Linked DNA regions of Sus scrofa: regions 2 and 3 are each linked to region 1. A link is a contact called in public Hi-C data. All regions are on one chromosome and are shown on one strand. The core of a region is the stretch at or near the end of the contact, and the rest is flanking DNA. Distances in the headings are between cores, read along the strand shown.

Region 1 (5,099 bases), core at 1,662-4,161:
GATGGTAAAGCCACTCTCAGGCAGGAAGGCGCGGAGGTAGCGATAGATCTGGGGGAGGTGAGGGGGTGGGCGGGGTGAGGAGGTGGGGCAGGGTCGTCGGCCCTCTCTCTCCTGGGTGCTAGTTCTGCTTTGCCACTGACTCGCTGTGTGGTCTCGGGGAGCTCACTTCCCCTCTCGGGGGCCTCAGTCTCCTCATCTGTCAAATGAAGAGGTTGGACTCCATCTCAGAGGGCCCCCCAGCTCTCCTTTCCTAGGAGTCTCTGAGCCTTGCCTCAGATGGTCCCGATGGCGAGGAAGTCGGGGAGTCGCAGGGAGGGGACGCTGTGCTGAGGGTCTGCCCGGCCACTGGGCAGAGGACCTGGGACAAGCGGACGCGGTGGGGGGAGGCGCAGGGCCGAGGGGGGGTAAGGGAAGGGCTCCCTCACGTGGGTCTTGAGGGCAGCCTCCTGCCGCGGGCCCCGGCTCTGGAAGTAGTGGGCCATCCAGCCTCCCAGCGTCAGGGCCCGGTACGCAGCCTCCAGGTCCCGCTGCCTCAGGAAGGCCTCCAGCGCTGAGCGCAGGTGGTGCTGTCGCCGCAGGGGGGGCACGGGGCTGGGGGAGAGGTCACGCCTGGGTCCCAGGGCCTTGGCCTATTCCCTCCGGGCCTTCCCGGGCCCCACCCCCGCCCCCGCTCGGGGCTGAGGAGGACGGGGCCGCGGGGTGGCGGGGAAAGGGAAGGGGTCCCGACCCTCGGTCCGCCCTCTTCCAGGCCCCCTCACCTGACGTTCATCTTATGGGTGCGGAAGCCGAGGTAGGGGTCCAGGACGAGGCTGGTGGCAAGGTCGTCGTTCTCACACAGTTCCCTGGCGGTCACGCGGTCGGGCCCCATGGTGCCCCACGCACCATGCTGTCTCCGGCGGGGAGTGGAGAGGGCAGCGCAGGGGCAGGGACGGCGCCCTGGGCGCGTGCCTGCTCTGTGCCACTTGTACACTCTGCGCGACGCTGGCAAACCCTTCGGTCTCCTCATCTATAAAGAAGGGAGAAAAGCCATACTGACTTCACAGGGGCGACAGCGATGGTGAAACGCAACAAGTGCTTTTGACAGCAGGGAGGCCCCCAAGAAACGCCAGCCACCATCGTTAGTATCTGCACCTTCTCAGGCTCGGGAGCACAGACACAAACCCCCCAACCCCCTATGGACCCCCCCCTCCATGGGCACACGCAGATTCCCTGAGACCTCCATAGGCGTGCGCGCACGCGCACACACACACACACACACACACGCGTGTGCGCACGCATGTCCCTACTGGCCCGGGAAGGCTGATTAATTGGCAGATTGGGATAACCCTAAAGGCTTAGTCCTGCAGGAGGTGGGAGTCAGGGGGGACCCAGCTCCATCTCCAGCCCTCACCAAGGAAAACGCCAAGGCTTCCTGCCCTGCCAGAACTGCTTGTTCTTGCACCCACCCCCACTCTCTGCTGGCCTTGGCCTCCACCCCCCTCCCCAGTAGCCCTTGGGAGTCCTCAGAAGGCTCTGGGTGAAACCCCAGGCAGCCTGGGGGGGGGGGTGAGGCGAGGGAGAGCAAAGGAGGGATCCCAGCACCTGCTCCCTCTCCAAGGATTCCGGGGGAGGGAGGGGCGCAGAGGACAAAGCGGGGGAGGGGGAGAGAGAAGGAACAGTATGGAGAAGCAGAAGAGGCCCATAAAAAAGGAGGAGAAAGACAGGGATTAGCCAAAGGCAACAAAACAAGCCTCCTAACCCCACTGCAGAGGGCCTGCGGGGGGGGGGGCCCACACCATGGTGCCTCGGAATGGGGGGTGGAAGACAGACTGGGAGCTAGAGCGGCTGGGAAAGGGGGTCGAGAAGACACGAAGGCTGGGGATAAAGAGGGGGTGCCGCGGGTGGGCGCTGGGACAGAAAGGAGGCTACAGAGGGGCATGTGGGGAAAGAGAAAAATGGACACTGTGGGGTGGGAGCTGGGGCAGAGTGACGGGCCAGCGTGCCTGCAGGAGGGACAGAGGCCTGCGGGATAGCTTGGGGATCCAGGGAGGACCCCAGAAAAGCCAGCAGGGTGACAAGGGGGCCAACGAAAGCAGAGAAGAACCTGCAGCTCCGGGGAAGAGTCCTGAGCAGGTCGAGGGGGGCGGCTAGGGGGTCCAGTACAGGGCTTGGAAAAGCAAACAGGGATGGGGAAGTCCTAGGGAGCCGGGGAGGAGCGTAGAACGGCCTTGAGGAAAGAGCCTGGGCTCCAAGGAAGGGCCTGGGTAGGCGGTGAGAGTGCAGGGGAAGGGCCTGAGGTCCAGAGGGAAACTGGGGGAAGCAGACAGGGGCCTGCGCAAGACGGCGGTGGGGGGGCTCCAGCGGCCTGGGTAGGCGGTGAGAGTGCAGGGGAAGGGCCTGAGGACCAGAGGGCAACTGGGGAAGCAGACAGGCTCCTGGGGAAGACTGGGGGCTCCAGGGAAGGACTTGGCTAGGCGGTGAGAGTGCAGGGGAAAAGCCTCAAGTCCAGGAAGGGGAGGAAGAGTCAGCGCAGAGGGCGAGCTGAGGGTCCAGGGAAGGGCCTGGAGCGCGAGAGCGGGGCCGGGGGAAGGCCCGGGGCTGCGGAGAGGGCCCCGGGTGAAGAAGCACGGGGAAGGGGCTAGGCGCAGCGAGCACCCTGAGGCTCGCCGAAGGGCGGGGAGACGTGGGCGCCTGGACACGAGGAAGGGCCGGGTGGGGCGGGGACAGTCGGGGCTAGGGACGACCCGAAGCCAAGGCAGCGCGGGGCGGGGGCCGAGAAGGGGCTCAGAGGTCGGGCCCCGCGCCGCCCCTCACCCGCTTCTCCTCCTCCTCCTCCTCTGGCGCCCGCGCCGCCGATGCCACCACCTCCCACTGCCTCTTCCAGCTCTCGTCAGACACGGTCGCCGCGCCTCCAGTCGGCCCCGCCGGGCCTGCCCCGCCACGGCCACCGTGTCCTCCCATTGGCCAAGGTGGCCGCCACTCTTCAGTTGCTACGAAGCTCGCGCCACTCCTATTGGCCAAGATCCGCTCTGGCCCTCCCCGCCCGCCCCCGGCAGTGCCCCTACAAAACCCCGCCACGCCCGCCTTGCCGTCAAGCGCCGCCAACTGCGTCCAGTGGACGCCACTGCTGTCCTTCATCTGCTACCATGGAGACGTATCCCCGCCCACAACCCGAAATCGACGCCCTCATTGGGCAAAAGCGCCGTCCCTCCCGGCAAAACTCCGGTTTGGGTCGGGTTATTCGGGTCCTAGGGGAAAGAGGGCGGGTTCCGCCGGCTTCAGAGCCCGCGTGTGATTGGCCGGCCTTGGAACGACTCGTCCTTCCATTGGTTCAGGTCTCCGCCCGTCACCTTAGAGTCGCGACCTGCCTATTCTCTTTCTCTGGTGAAGCCTTTCGCCACCGGAGGGAGAAAGCAGGGGCAGGCGGGAGGGGGGTGAATGCGCGCGCACCTCCGTCGCCACGCCGGGAGAGGACCCTGGTTGCCAAGGCGACAAAACTTTATTGACAGCCCTGCCGGATACAAAGGACTCTTCAATCTCTCTTCCTCCCTTTTGGACCCCAAATACCCTGTTTAATTTTGAGTATCCACATTAACACTCTGTGAGTGAACAGGTCAGAAAGAGGGCGATGGAGAGGTGGGGGTTTTGGAGGAAGCCCTGGCTCGTGGGGCGCTCCCATGGGGCACCCCCCTCCCCTAATTGGAATCACCCCCCTGCAGCAACCCTAGAGGCAAACATAATTAGCAATGCATCATAATTAAGCCCGGAATAATAAGTTCCACAGTTGGATCAGAAGGTCTTTGTTTTGCTGACTGCCATATATCCTGTGCGTTTGGAACAATGTGGGGCGCAGAGTAGGTACTTCGTGTATTTGTCCTGGAGTCAATCAATGTATGACGCTGGTTTCTGCGTCCCTTCGCTGTGTGACGTTGGAGAAATGGTTTGCCCTCTCTGGGCCTCAGGCTCACATCTATAAAACAAGAACCACACTGGTCCCTCTTTGAAGCGTCCAACTTAACACTCTCCTAAGTGTCCTTCATCCGTTCGTCCAGGCTCCCACCCTCTGTTCTTACTATTCCTTCTGCAACTGGGACGACTCCTGGAACTGAGACACCCCTAACCCAGACACCCCCTCCCATAAGGATGGCTACAGCTCCGGAGGAGAGAAGAAGCCTCACCCAGAGCAGGGGAGCCAGCAAGCTGAAAGGACCCTATAAAAAGCTCGGCTCTTCGGGAAAGTTCTATGTACCAGTATATCTGAACGTTGAAAGTGCAGCCCATCTATCAGCGGGTGTACATCCTAGAGAAACTAAAAAATGTGAACAAAAATATAAGCACACTAATGCTTGCAAGAGTGATGTTTGTAACGGTGAAAAACTAGAGACGGCTTAAATGTCCATCACATAGGGCATGAATAAATGGATCCTGGCATAGTTTCACAGGGAAGCACCATACAGCCGTGAAAGTGGTTGAACTAGCACTCCATATATCAACCTGGACGACCCCAAAGCATGCTGCTAGTTGCAGAAGTCTTATGTAGTCGAATGCAGGAAGTTTTAAAACGCATAAAGCAGGGTTTGCGTGTGACACGTGTAATTCCGCGCAAAAGTGCATGGGTACAGCTAAGCGACCGGGGCAGGAGCAAGGGCTGCGGATAGCCCTAGTAGCGACCCCTAGGGGCGGAGGGGAAGGCATGCAATCAGGGAAGCTCCTCGGATCTATGTGTAATTTGTTTTGTTAAGCCTGAGGTGGAAGCCGTGAGTTCTGTATATTCACTGTTCTTTTTCGACGTTTCAAAAATATTTCGAAATGCAAATAAAATTTTGACTCATCAATGCCACTTCCAGGGGTTTATTCTAGAGAAATAACTGGACAAGTGTTAAAATATTTATATTTAAAGATGTTCGTGGATTTCCCTCGTGCCACACAGCGGGTTGGGGATCCTGCGTTGTCACTGCCACGGCTTGGGTCCCTGCTGTGGAACCAGTTCGATCTCTGACACCGGAACTTCCACACGCCTCGGCCCAGCCAAATAAAGAAAAATAAATTTAAAAAATTTAAAAATTAGTCATTTTTAAATCAAAAAAAAGTTTCCGCCTTGTTGAAAAGCAGAAAAATAG
Region 2 (5,099 bases), core at 881-3,380, 53 kb after region 1:
TTGAGCAGGATGTGACTTTGCACATAGTGCCGAGAAGCCTCCGCCACGAAGGGACATTGAGGGAAGAGGCGCCTCAGAGGCAGGTGGATAAAGTGTCAGGAGCCTTCCAGGCAGAGGAAACAGCTGTGCAAAGGCCCTGTGGCAGGTGTGTGCCTGGTGTGTTATCGGAAAGTGGAAGGGCCAGGGTGGTCGGAAGGCGATGAGATGAGGAGGCAGATCACATAGGGCCTTAGAAGCAGCGTGACCCTCTGGTCTGGTTTATGGCTGGTATTCTGGAATTATTATTATTATTATTTTTTTTTGCCTTTTTCTAGGGCCGCACCTGCGGCATATGGAGGTTCCCAGGCTAGGGGTCGAATTAGAGCTGTAGTTGCCGGCCTACACCAGAGCCACAGCAATGCATGATCCAAGCCACGTCTGCGACCTACACCACAGTTCACGGCAACAACGCCAGATCCTTAACCCATTGAGCGAAGCCAGGTATCGAACCCTCAACCTCATGGTTCCTAGTCGGATTCGTTAGCCACTGAGCCACGATGGGAACTCCTATTCTGGAATAATTAATAGGATTCGTTGTCACTCTGTGTGTCCTGCTATGGATGGAAAGTTATACTATCACCCTTCTTACAGGTCATTGGAAAGGCTATCGCTTTTGTAGGGTAACTCTGAGGTGTTCTCATCTAGGCTACCATTCTATCACAGGTATAAAAATGTCATGTCATATACAATGACATGTTATATGTACATACATATTATATGGTATGATGTATAATAATATATGTAAATAGTATTGTAGATAGAGGGACTTGTACGTCAGTGTACATAGTATATATATATAGTAGGCTGGATACTGGGCCCCCAAAGATGTCCACATCCTAATTTCTAGAACATGCAAATATGTTGCCTTACATATTCATAGCAAAAGGGACGTGGCAGGTGTGACTGAGTTGAAAGTCTTAGATGGGAGAGCATCCTGGTTCCTTGGGTGGGTCCTACATGTCATCCCAAGAGTTCTTATCATGGGGAGGCAGGAGGATCAGAGGCAGAGGAGGAGATGGGACAGGGAAAGAAACAAGCTGAAATGCTGCGACCACAATCCAAGGAATGTGGGCAGCCTCTAAAAGCTGGAAAAAGCAAGGAAACAGAGGGTCCCTGGAGCCCCCAGGAGGAACACAATCCCCCTGATACCTTGGTTTTTAACTCAGTGAGACTCATTTGGGGCTTCTGACCTCCAGAACTGTAAGCTAATAAATCTGCGTTGTTGTAAGCCACCAAGTTTTTGGTAATTTGTTAAGAGCAACAATAGGAAAGGGATACAATAAAGTACACAGGGGCCTAGACCCACGTCAGATAGCTAGGCTTCTCAGTGCTACAAACCACAACAAACAACACACACACACAGCTTGTACACTGGTCTTTCCATCTCTGTCCAAAAGAGCACCTGGCATGTTGCAGACCTAGCCAAGGGCTCAATATACCTGTGACCGTAGGTCACAAGATAAGTACAGCCTTTCCTCGAGGGGAAGGGTCTCTTACGGAAGACCACAACTAGGATTCGCTTAAGATCACCCCAAAGGAAACACCTCCAAAGGCCAGGCACATTCCCAGACCTGAGCCCCAAATCTGGTGCAGGGAGGCCTCAAGCGGCCTAAACCACCTTGCGTGGGCATTTACTTCAGGCTTCAACGATCCCCTCCTCTGCACCTGGGCAGGACCCAGAGAAGATTCCACCAGGCAGATGTTGGGTAATAAGCACCGGCACAGGTAGTGCTGCAGTGTGGAGAATGCCTCCTTTGACGAATGGGGAAACTGAGGCCAGGAGACGGGTGGGGTTGGGTGCCTGGGTCAGGTTATTAGTGGTGCGACCCCAGGGCTCCAGTAAAAGACGTGGTGGGGTCCTAGATGGAAGAGAAAAGCCCTTGCTGATGCGGGGCACGCTCAGCGAGAATGGGGCGGGGCCAAGAAGTGGGCGGGGCTTGACGGGGGAACGGCCGGCAAACCGGCACGGGGGCGGGGCTCACCTGGGAGAGGCCGAAAGGCCTGGAACAGGGGCGGAGCCTGAAGCGGGCGGAGAGGGACCAGTTTAGAACTCGGGCTGGGTGTGGACGCGTTTGGGCCTAGGCAGAGCCAGGCCGGGGGGCGGGGCCTACACTAGGGCAGGGGCTTGCAATGAGCATGGGGAGGTGGGGCTCGCTAAGGGCGGGATCCGGGCCGGGGGCGGGCCTTAGGCCAGAGCGGGAGCACGAGGGGCGCGGCCTAGGTGAGGGGCTGGGCGGAGCGCAGTATCCCGCCAGTTAGGAAGGACTTCGGAGCTGGGCGAGGCCTCCTCACGCCTAGTTAAGGCCCTAAGTGGGGTGTCTGCGCCGGGAACTTCCGGGCGAGATTTGCGTATTTCCTGTCAATATGGCGGCGCCCATTGTAGTCAGGTGCGGGCGACTCTGTCTTTAGTAGCGGCGGCGACACGAGGCCCGGGGAGGTGAGGTCCGCCCCGCTCTGGCTCCCCTCTTTCGGAGAAGAGGGAGGAGACTTGTTGCCAAGAAAACCAAAGGGAGGCCTGGTTGCTATGAGGGCTGGGCAGTGGGGTTGCTAAGAGACGGGAACGCCTGCGGTGAAGATGGGGGAGGGGGTTGCTAGAGAGAGTGGGTGGGGCCTGTTGCTAGGGACGAAGGAGGGGCTTGTGACTTTGGGGAAGGGTCTCGCCGGTGTGAAGGAAGGAATGGGGGCTGTGGTTAAAGGGCATGTGGACAGAGTGGTTTGGGGTCGCGGAGGGCCGCCGAGCTCCCCTAAAACGCCACCTTCTCAGCAGACCTCCAGGAGTCGACCGGTCAGGAAGCCCGCGCTACCTCAGCGGTGACCATCCCCTACCCCAGCACATTCGTCCCTTCTTCGCAAACAGCCCATGGCGGACCAAGGCTCTGGGGGCAGCCGCCTTCCCCTGGCGCTGCCCCCAGCCTCTCAGGGTTGCTCGTCAGGGGGCAGCGGCTCCTCTGCTGGGGGCTCGGGCAACCCCCCACCCCCGCGAAACCTCCAAGGTCTGCTGCAGATGGCCATCACGGCGGGCTCTGAAGAGCCAGACCCACCTCCAGAACCCATGAGTGAGGAGGTAAAGGGGGGGGACCCAAGAAGCCGGGGTGAGGGGTGTGCGGACCGAGATATCTTGGGGAGGGAGTCCCGAGAGGGTCGGGAGGCCAGGTGTGAAGGCAGAGTAGCCTCCTTGTGCTTGATGGGGTTATTGTAGACTGAAGGTCTGATCCCTGGATCCCTGCACTGTGCAGGGAGGCAGAGTAGCCTCGTGGTAAAAAGAAGAGGCAAGGGTTCCGCAGACAGACCTGGATTCAGCATTTTATGGCTGTGTGACCTTGGGTATGTCCCTTCATCTTTCTGAGCCCCAAGTTCTTTATTTGCAAGTTGATGCTGACAGTTAGAATACCAGTGGTACTTCACTGAGTAGTTCCGAAGTTCCAGTTGAAGCAGGGCTGCATGCAGTGCCAGGCACATAGGCAGTGCTCCTGGAGGCAGCAGGATAGTCTCATTAAGAGCACAGGTTGTGGGAGTTCCTGCTGTGGTGAGGTGGGTTAAGAATCTGACTGCAGCAGCTCAGGTCGCTGGTTAAAGGATCTGGTGTTGCCACAGGCATAGGTCACAGCTGTGGCCATGATTCAGTTCCAGGCCTGGGACTTCCATATGCTGCGAGTACCACCATTAAAAAACCAAACCAAACCAAAGAACAGAACACAGGCTCTGTGGACAGTACGCTTAGGTTTGACTTAAGGCTCTGTGGATGGCTGACTGTGTGACCTTGGGCAAGTCACACCTTTCTGTGCCCCCATTTTCTCATCTGTGAAGGGGGGGTGACAATAATACTTACCTTGGAGGGTTGTTTTGGAGACTAATAGCTGTATTTGTCATACATATTATTTAGTTGTTGCTGACAGTTACAGTGTACGAGACATTGTGCTCATCCAGGTACATCCACGATGTCAATGAATCCTTAGGACTGTGTGGTAGGAAACAGGCACAGAAAGATTAACATCTTGCCCAGTTGATCCAGAACTGTGACTACAGAGCCTTCGTATGAGCACTTAACATGCAGTCTGGCCAAAAAAAAAAAAAAGTCAGTGGCCCATTTCTTAGCTCTTATCTCATTTAACCTGCTAACAGCATTTGATTGCTAACCCCTCTCCTTGATCTCACTCTCTGTCTCTTTTTGGTTTTTTTTTGGCTGCATCTGTGGCATGTGACAGTTTCTGGGCCAGGGATTGGAGGAACCTGAGCCACAGCAGTGACAACACCAGATCCTTAACCCACTGAGCCACCAGGAAACTCCACGATCTCTTTCTTCCTTATGCTACTAGGACATTGAGATGTACTGTGTTTTTTTGTTTTTTTTTTTTTCTTTTTTTTTGTTTTTGTTTTTGTCTTTTTGTCTTTTCAGGGCCACACCCGTGGCACATGGAGGTGCCCAGGCTAGGGGTCTCAGAGCTGTAGCCACCAGCCTATGCCAGAGCCACAGCAATGCTGTGTCCGAGCCGTGTCTGCGACCTACACCACAGCTCACGGCAATGCCGGATCCTTAACCCACGGAGCGAGACCAGGGATCGAACCCGCAACCTCATGGTTTCTAGTCGGATTCATTTTCTCTGCGCCATGACGGCAACTCCGAGGTGTATGGGTTTTCATCCCACCCTTTGGCCCTTCTTCCCCATCCTCTGTTAGCGTGTCCTCACTCCCCAGCCTCTTTTCGCTGGAGCTCTCACAGGACTCTCATTTACGCTTACTTCCTGTGTGACCTCCTGTCGGATTGAGGCTTTACTCTGATGACTCTCAAGTGTGTATCTCCACACCAGTGGTTCTCTCCTGAAAGTGGTTTTAACCACATTTAGCAATGTGTGGAGACATTCTTGGTTGTCGTCCATTGGGTAGGGGAAGGCCAGGGGTGCTGTTCAACATAGTACAGTGCACAGAATGCCCCCCGCCCCCGGAACTGTCCCGCTTAAAGTGTCAGCAGCGTGCAGCTTCAGAGATCCAGGTCGGGAGTTCCCATCGTGGCGCAGTGGTTAACAAATCCCACTAGGAACCATGAGGTTGGGGGTTCAATC
Region 3 (5,099 bases), core at 1,862-4,361, 53 kb before region 1:
CAGCAGTCAGAGTGACCTGGAAAGACCTGAGTCAGACACAGCGTTGCTCTGCTCCAACACTGCAGTGGCTCCCTCTTCCCTCAGAGACAAGACCACAGTCCCAACCAGGCCCTGCAGGACACCCCCTCCCCAAGCCCGGGCACACCCTCTTGGCCTCCTGGCACTGCCTCGACTCTGCTAGGCCTTCGTTCCAGCGGTTCCCCAGGCCCAGAACGCTCTTCCCAGATAAGCTGGTCGCTTACTTCCTGTGTTCACGTGACACCTGCTTCGCGAGGCCTCCCTGGCCCCCTGGCTTCCGCATAACCTGTCCCCCCAGCCCCTCCCTGCCCTACTTCTCTCTTCTCCCACAGCACTCCCTCCCTCCTAACACAGCAGGTATTTTACTTATTTGCCAGGTTTCACCTTTGTGCCCAGCCTTCCTCACCACAGTGAGCTCCACAAGAGCAAGGATCTTTGTCTCTCTGCGGACAGAGCCCAAGCGCCCAGAAGGCTGCCTGGCACATGGCAGGTGCTCAGTAGGTACTGGCTGAAGGAGCGCCTTGATCTGTCTGGCACTCTGCTAGGGGCGAAGGACAGAGTCCCCGATCTGCTGGGGCAGCACTCGTCAGAGGATCAGGGACCAAAAATAAGTATTCATTCCAATGGACCAGGAAGAACGAGGGAGACGTGAACAAAGCAGAGGAGGAGAGGTGAGGGCTCCTCTGAGAGGTGACATTATAAGGTGAGTCTAGGCCATGAGGGGGACAAGGAGAGAACAGGTGGGGGGGGGCCTCTCCAGGCATGGGGGACACAGATGTGACATCCTCAGGTCAGACAGAGGAAGGCCAAGGGGGCCTCAGGGCGAGGGTGCGTATGGATCTTGTGGGAGTTTCGGATGCCTTCAGAATGCGGCGTGTTGGGGGCTCTTGAAAGCTTTTCAGCAGAGGTGGGGCCTGTGGGCATTTCAAGCTCAGGTAAAGGGCAGCCTTCCCAGACGGCGAACTCCAGCCATAAGCGAAGTCCGATTGGCACACAGCCACCCCCTTCCATCTCCTACGCTGCTCCGACGCGACGGCAGCAGAACAGAGCAGGGTGGGACAGAGAAGAACGCCCAGCAAAGGCAAGAACTTTACTGAGCCGCGCAGACCCCAATTTTAAGACGACGGGCAATTCCTAACTTTTCCCTCAGGCCCTGACTTCGCCGATTCCCATCAGGCCTCCCATCCCCACTGCCACCAACCTGCTGGAAGCTGCCATCACCTCCAGGGGCCTCTCTCTGTCCCTGCCCACCGCCCAGTCAAAACCTCCACTGGCTCCCCAGGGCTTGCAAACAACACCTGGCCCACCTGGGCCTAGGCCAGTGGGGCAACGGCTGCCCCTCTTACCTCTGTCGTCAGCACCTCTGACCCGGCCTCCTAGGGGTGACCTAAACACACCATCCACTCACCTCGCCTTTGCATGGACTGTTCCCTTTTCTGGAATGCTCTTCTTTTTTTTTTTTGCTTATCAGGACCCCACCTGCAGCATATGGAAGTTCCCAGGCCAAGAGGTGATGCCGAGCTACAGCTGCCGGCCTACACCACAGCCATGGCAAGGCCAGATCCAAGCCACATCTGCGAGCTACACCCCAGCTCACCGCAAGGCCGGACCTTTAACCCACTGAGCGAAGCCAGGGATGGAACCCCCATCCTCATGGATATTCGTCGGATTCATTTCTCCTGCGCCACATGGGAACTCCCTGGAATGCTCTTCACCTAGACCTTCCTGCAGCCGCCATCATCCTGCCTCAGACCCCCGCCCCCTCCCTTCCTACGCCCCTGGCCCCGACTTACTGTTCGGCAAAGGCTGTGTTCCTGGCGGGGTACACTGGCTCACTGTCTGGTTCTCCAGGAGCGCGGGGTGCTGTCCCTTTTACACTCTGCTGCATCCCCACAGCATCCTGCCTGCCCCATGGTAGGTGCTCAGAAAAAGCGGACTGAATGCATGCGGGAGTCCGGGGGGCATCCCACGACACGCGCCCCACAGGGCCGTGGCAAGGGCTCGGGGGACCCCGGCGGCGCGGGCCCGGTCAGCGCGGAGGACGCCACCACCGCTCCCCGGTTCGCCATAAGTCACCGTCGGCTGGGACAGCTCAGCTGCACCGCCGCCTCTGCTTGTCCCCACGGGGGACCCTGGGCAAGTCACTCGACCCCCCTCTTCCTTCGGGGTCCTCGTGTGTTAACGGGGCGGGAAGGTCCGCATTCAGCGGGCGGAACCTGCAGGTCGGGTGCGGGGCGCCCGCGCGCCCCTCCGGCGCACGAAGACCGCGAGGCTGTGGGAGTCTCGGCACCGTCCTGCTCCCTCTTCCTGAAGCTGGGCCCCCGACGGGACACCGTGGCCCAGCTGGACGCTCCGCTCCGGGGCTGAGCGGCCCTGAGGCGGGCGCCGCGGCCGCACCGCACCGGGGCCAGGCAGGCCGCGCAGCTCCTCGGCCTCCGGCTCTCCGGACAGGGTCCCCCCGGGGCACCCCGGGCCGCTTCCCCCGACAGGCGGAGGGAGCCCCGGCCGGGGCGCGGCCGGCCGGGGGCCCTGGTCAGTCACAAGAAGGACCGCGCCCTGAACAAGGCCAGGGGACTCTTCCTCTTCTCACAGGAGTAAACTGACGCCCGGCGTCGCAACCGAGGCCTGGCCGGGGCCAGAGGTCACACATGGGGGTGGGGGTGGGGCCGGTCGTGGAACCTCTGCCAACACAGGACACGGGTCATAGGTCATTGCCAGCACAAAATGGCGCCTCGCAGAAATACGTCTATCAATTCGCGGTGCCCACCCCCGCCACAGGCTGAGGAAGGGGCGCAGGCGTCCGGGCACACTCATCTGCATACACAGAAACGAACGAAGTTAATTGGCTGCGAGCGCCTGGGTCCGCGGTAGGGAGGACTCCCATTGGTTGCTCTCCAATTCTCCCGTTCCCTACTGGAGAAGGCCCCAGTACGCCTTCTCCAGTAGGGATTGGCCTCCGCGTGTCTCATGACGCCACGCCACGATTGCGCGTCCCCATTGGCCGGACCGCCTTCCATCATCCTTTTAAAACCCCTCAAGTCCCGCCTCTCTTTGCTCGGCTCGGGCTCCCGGGTCGACCGTTAGTCGCGTGCGCGATTTCCTGGGCGTCAGGGCGCGAGCGCGTACGCCGGCGTTTCATTCAAACGGACCAATCAGCGGTCGCGTCACCCTTCCCGTTCTCTTCTCTACTTCCCCTTTTCTACCTCTCCTTTCTCCTGGATTTCCTCCCTGACCCCCGTGCGCACGTATTGGCCAGCCTGCCCCGCGCCCCCTCCCCAGTTTCTCCTGCTCTTGCCCGCAGTTTGTCGAAAGGGAGCGAGCTCGTCGAACGCCAAGGAGTGTGCGCACTGACGTCACGAGTCGAGGCGCGGCGCGAGGGGCCCCGAGGGGGCGAGGCCTGTGGGCGGATATAAAAGGGCGGCGGTGTGCGCGCGGCCGGCTTAGTGCGGTCGGGCGCCCGGGGCGGGTTTACCTGCTCAGGCGGTGTGTGGCGGTCGTCGGAGGCAGTGGGGCGCGGAGCCGGGCCGCTGGGGCCTCCCCAGGGCCGCAGCGGCGGCAATTGGGCCCCCCGCCCCAGCCAGCGGCCGGAGAGCGCAGGAAGGGGGCCGGGGGGACCCGCCCCCGGCCGGCCGCAGTCATGGTGAGCGTCGCGTCCGGGCCTGTTGGGGGGGGGGGGCGGTCAGGGCCCTCCTGGAGGAGGAGATGGGGTCTCAGGAGCATCTCTCTGGCGGCTGGGGGATTGGATGGCCCAGTTGGGGGTCCTGGGTTAGGGCTGGGCCCAGGGGCCCTCCTGTAGGCGGAGCGGGAGGGGAAGGCCCAGCTGAGCTCCGGGAAGGGCTCCGGGCTTTCGGGCCTGCCCGTGGGTGTTCCGGGAGTAACGACACTCCGCCGCCATCTCCAGGCCGGAGCTGGGGTTTCCAGGATGGTCTTCCCAAGTTGAGGTGTGGAAGGACACCGGGGTAGGGCTCGGGCCTACCCGGGACCACTGGGGGTCCGTATGTGGGGCTACGAATGGGCTTTAGGGACTTATGGGGAAGGTGGAGTCATCCGCCAGACCTTGGAGATCCGCTCCATTCCTAATGGGAGATTCACCTGAAGCCATCGCCTGAAGCACCCTGGATTGGGAGTGTCTGGGAGCTCGGGGTGATTGGCCAGACTAGGACTGCAGGGGCAAGAAAAGTAGGGCGGCCACCGCATCCTAGGTCCTGCAGGAGGCCCCAGGACCAAAGGCCCATGGCTCGCCCCCTTTTTTCCACATCTAGAACTCCAATGTGGAGAACCTACCCCCGCACATTATCCGCCTGGTGTACAAAGAGGTGACGACACTGACAGCTGACCCACCTGATGGCATCAAGGTCTTCCCCAACGAGGAGGACCTCACTGACCTGCAGGTCACCATCGAGGGCCCTGGTGAGTGTGGGTGAGGGAGGTGCGCTTCCTAAATCCTTGGCATCCTTGGAGCGGGAATAGGAAGCTCTCAGTATAAGGTGGGCTGCCAGACCTGTGACGGGCACACCTGGTACGCATGGTGCTCATGGGCTGCAGGGCGGGAAATCGCAGTTGTGTATACTTTCTCTGAGAGAATTGAGAGAAAATCCTGGGGGTCCTATCTGGTTTGGGTGTCCTCACACCCAGAAGTATGGGAAGGAATTGAGTGGAATTGGGAAGAGGGTGCCAGGACGTGGGAATGGTGTCTGAGAGGCCTGGGGGGGCGGGCTAGACGATTGCAAATTCCTTCCTGCTGTCAGTGTCAGGGGCTTTGAAGACCAAGCAGAGAACAAGCCAGGTGCAGTCTGGCGGGCAGAGGGCAGTAACAAGCAAATGAGTACCTGTGATCGTTGGACCACACACAGTGGTTCAGCGTGTTACTGCGTGTGTGCTACATTTCACTTATTAGTGGAATTTCTCTTAATCTCAGCGCCGAGCAAGTGATGAAGGACCTAGATGGGAGTTCGGCTTGTAGGGAAGGATCAGGGCGGACTTCTCCAGGGGTGTCGGTTAGAGTGTGTTGATGGGTCCCCAGAGGTTTTTGGCCGACTCCGTGTGTACCTTACGGGAACAGGAAGGAGGGAGACTAGAGA

What was found. Hi-C and Micro-C count contacts between places; a contact is called where the count stands out from the background.
Region 2: a contact with region 1 is called in a Hi-C map of skeletal muscle, with 3 times the contacts expected there. The contact joins the promoter of HSPBP1 here to the promoter of KMT5C in region 1. A contact is called at or near these places in 3 of 47 Hi-C or Micro-C datasets (heart right ventricle, liver and skeletal muscle).
Region 3: a Hi-C map of liver shows a contact between it and region 1, with 1.5 times the contacts expected there. The contact joins the promoter of UBE2S here to the promoter of KMT5C in region 1. A contact is called at or near these places in 15 of 47 Hi-C or Micro-C datasets (blood, embryonic fibroblasts, heart right ventricle and 7 more) and 1 of 2 datasets of contacts at active chromatin or transcription factors (alveolar macrophages).

What each region holds. Positions count from the first base shown.
Region 1 is chr6:59,514,870-59,519,968 of Sscrofa11.1, reverse strand. It overlaps KMT5C (histone-lysine N-methyltransferase KMT5C), which reads right to left and starts at 2,911. Exons shown (of 9, transcript XM_021095006.1): 1 at 2,794-2,911; 2 at 759-1,006; 3 at 426-591; 4 at 1-48. The coding sequence starts at 1,006.
Region 2 is chr6:59,461,564-59,466,662 of Sscrofa11.1, reverse strand. It overlaps HSPBP1 (hsp70-binding protein 1), which reads left to right and starts at 2,130. Exons shown (of 8, transcript XM_003127468.5): 1 at 2,130-2,476; 2 at 2,807-3,103. The coding sequence starts at 2,900.
Region 3 is chr6:59,568,496-59,573,594 of Sscrofa11.1, reverse strand. It overlaps UBE2S (ubiquitin-conjugating enzyme E2 S), which reads left to right and starts at 3,111. Exons shown (of 4, transcript XM_021095037.1): 1 at 3,111-3,658; 2 at 4,281-4,428. The coding sequence starts at 3,656.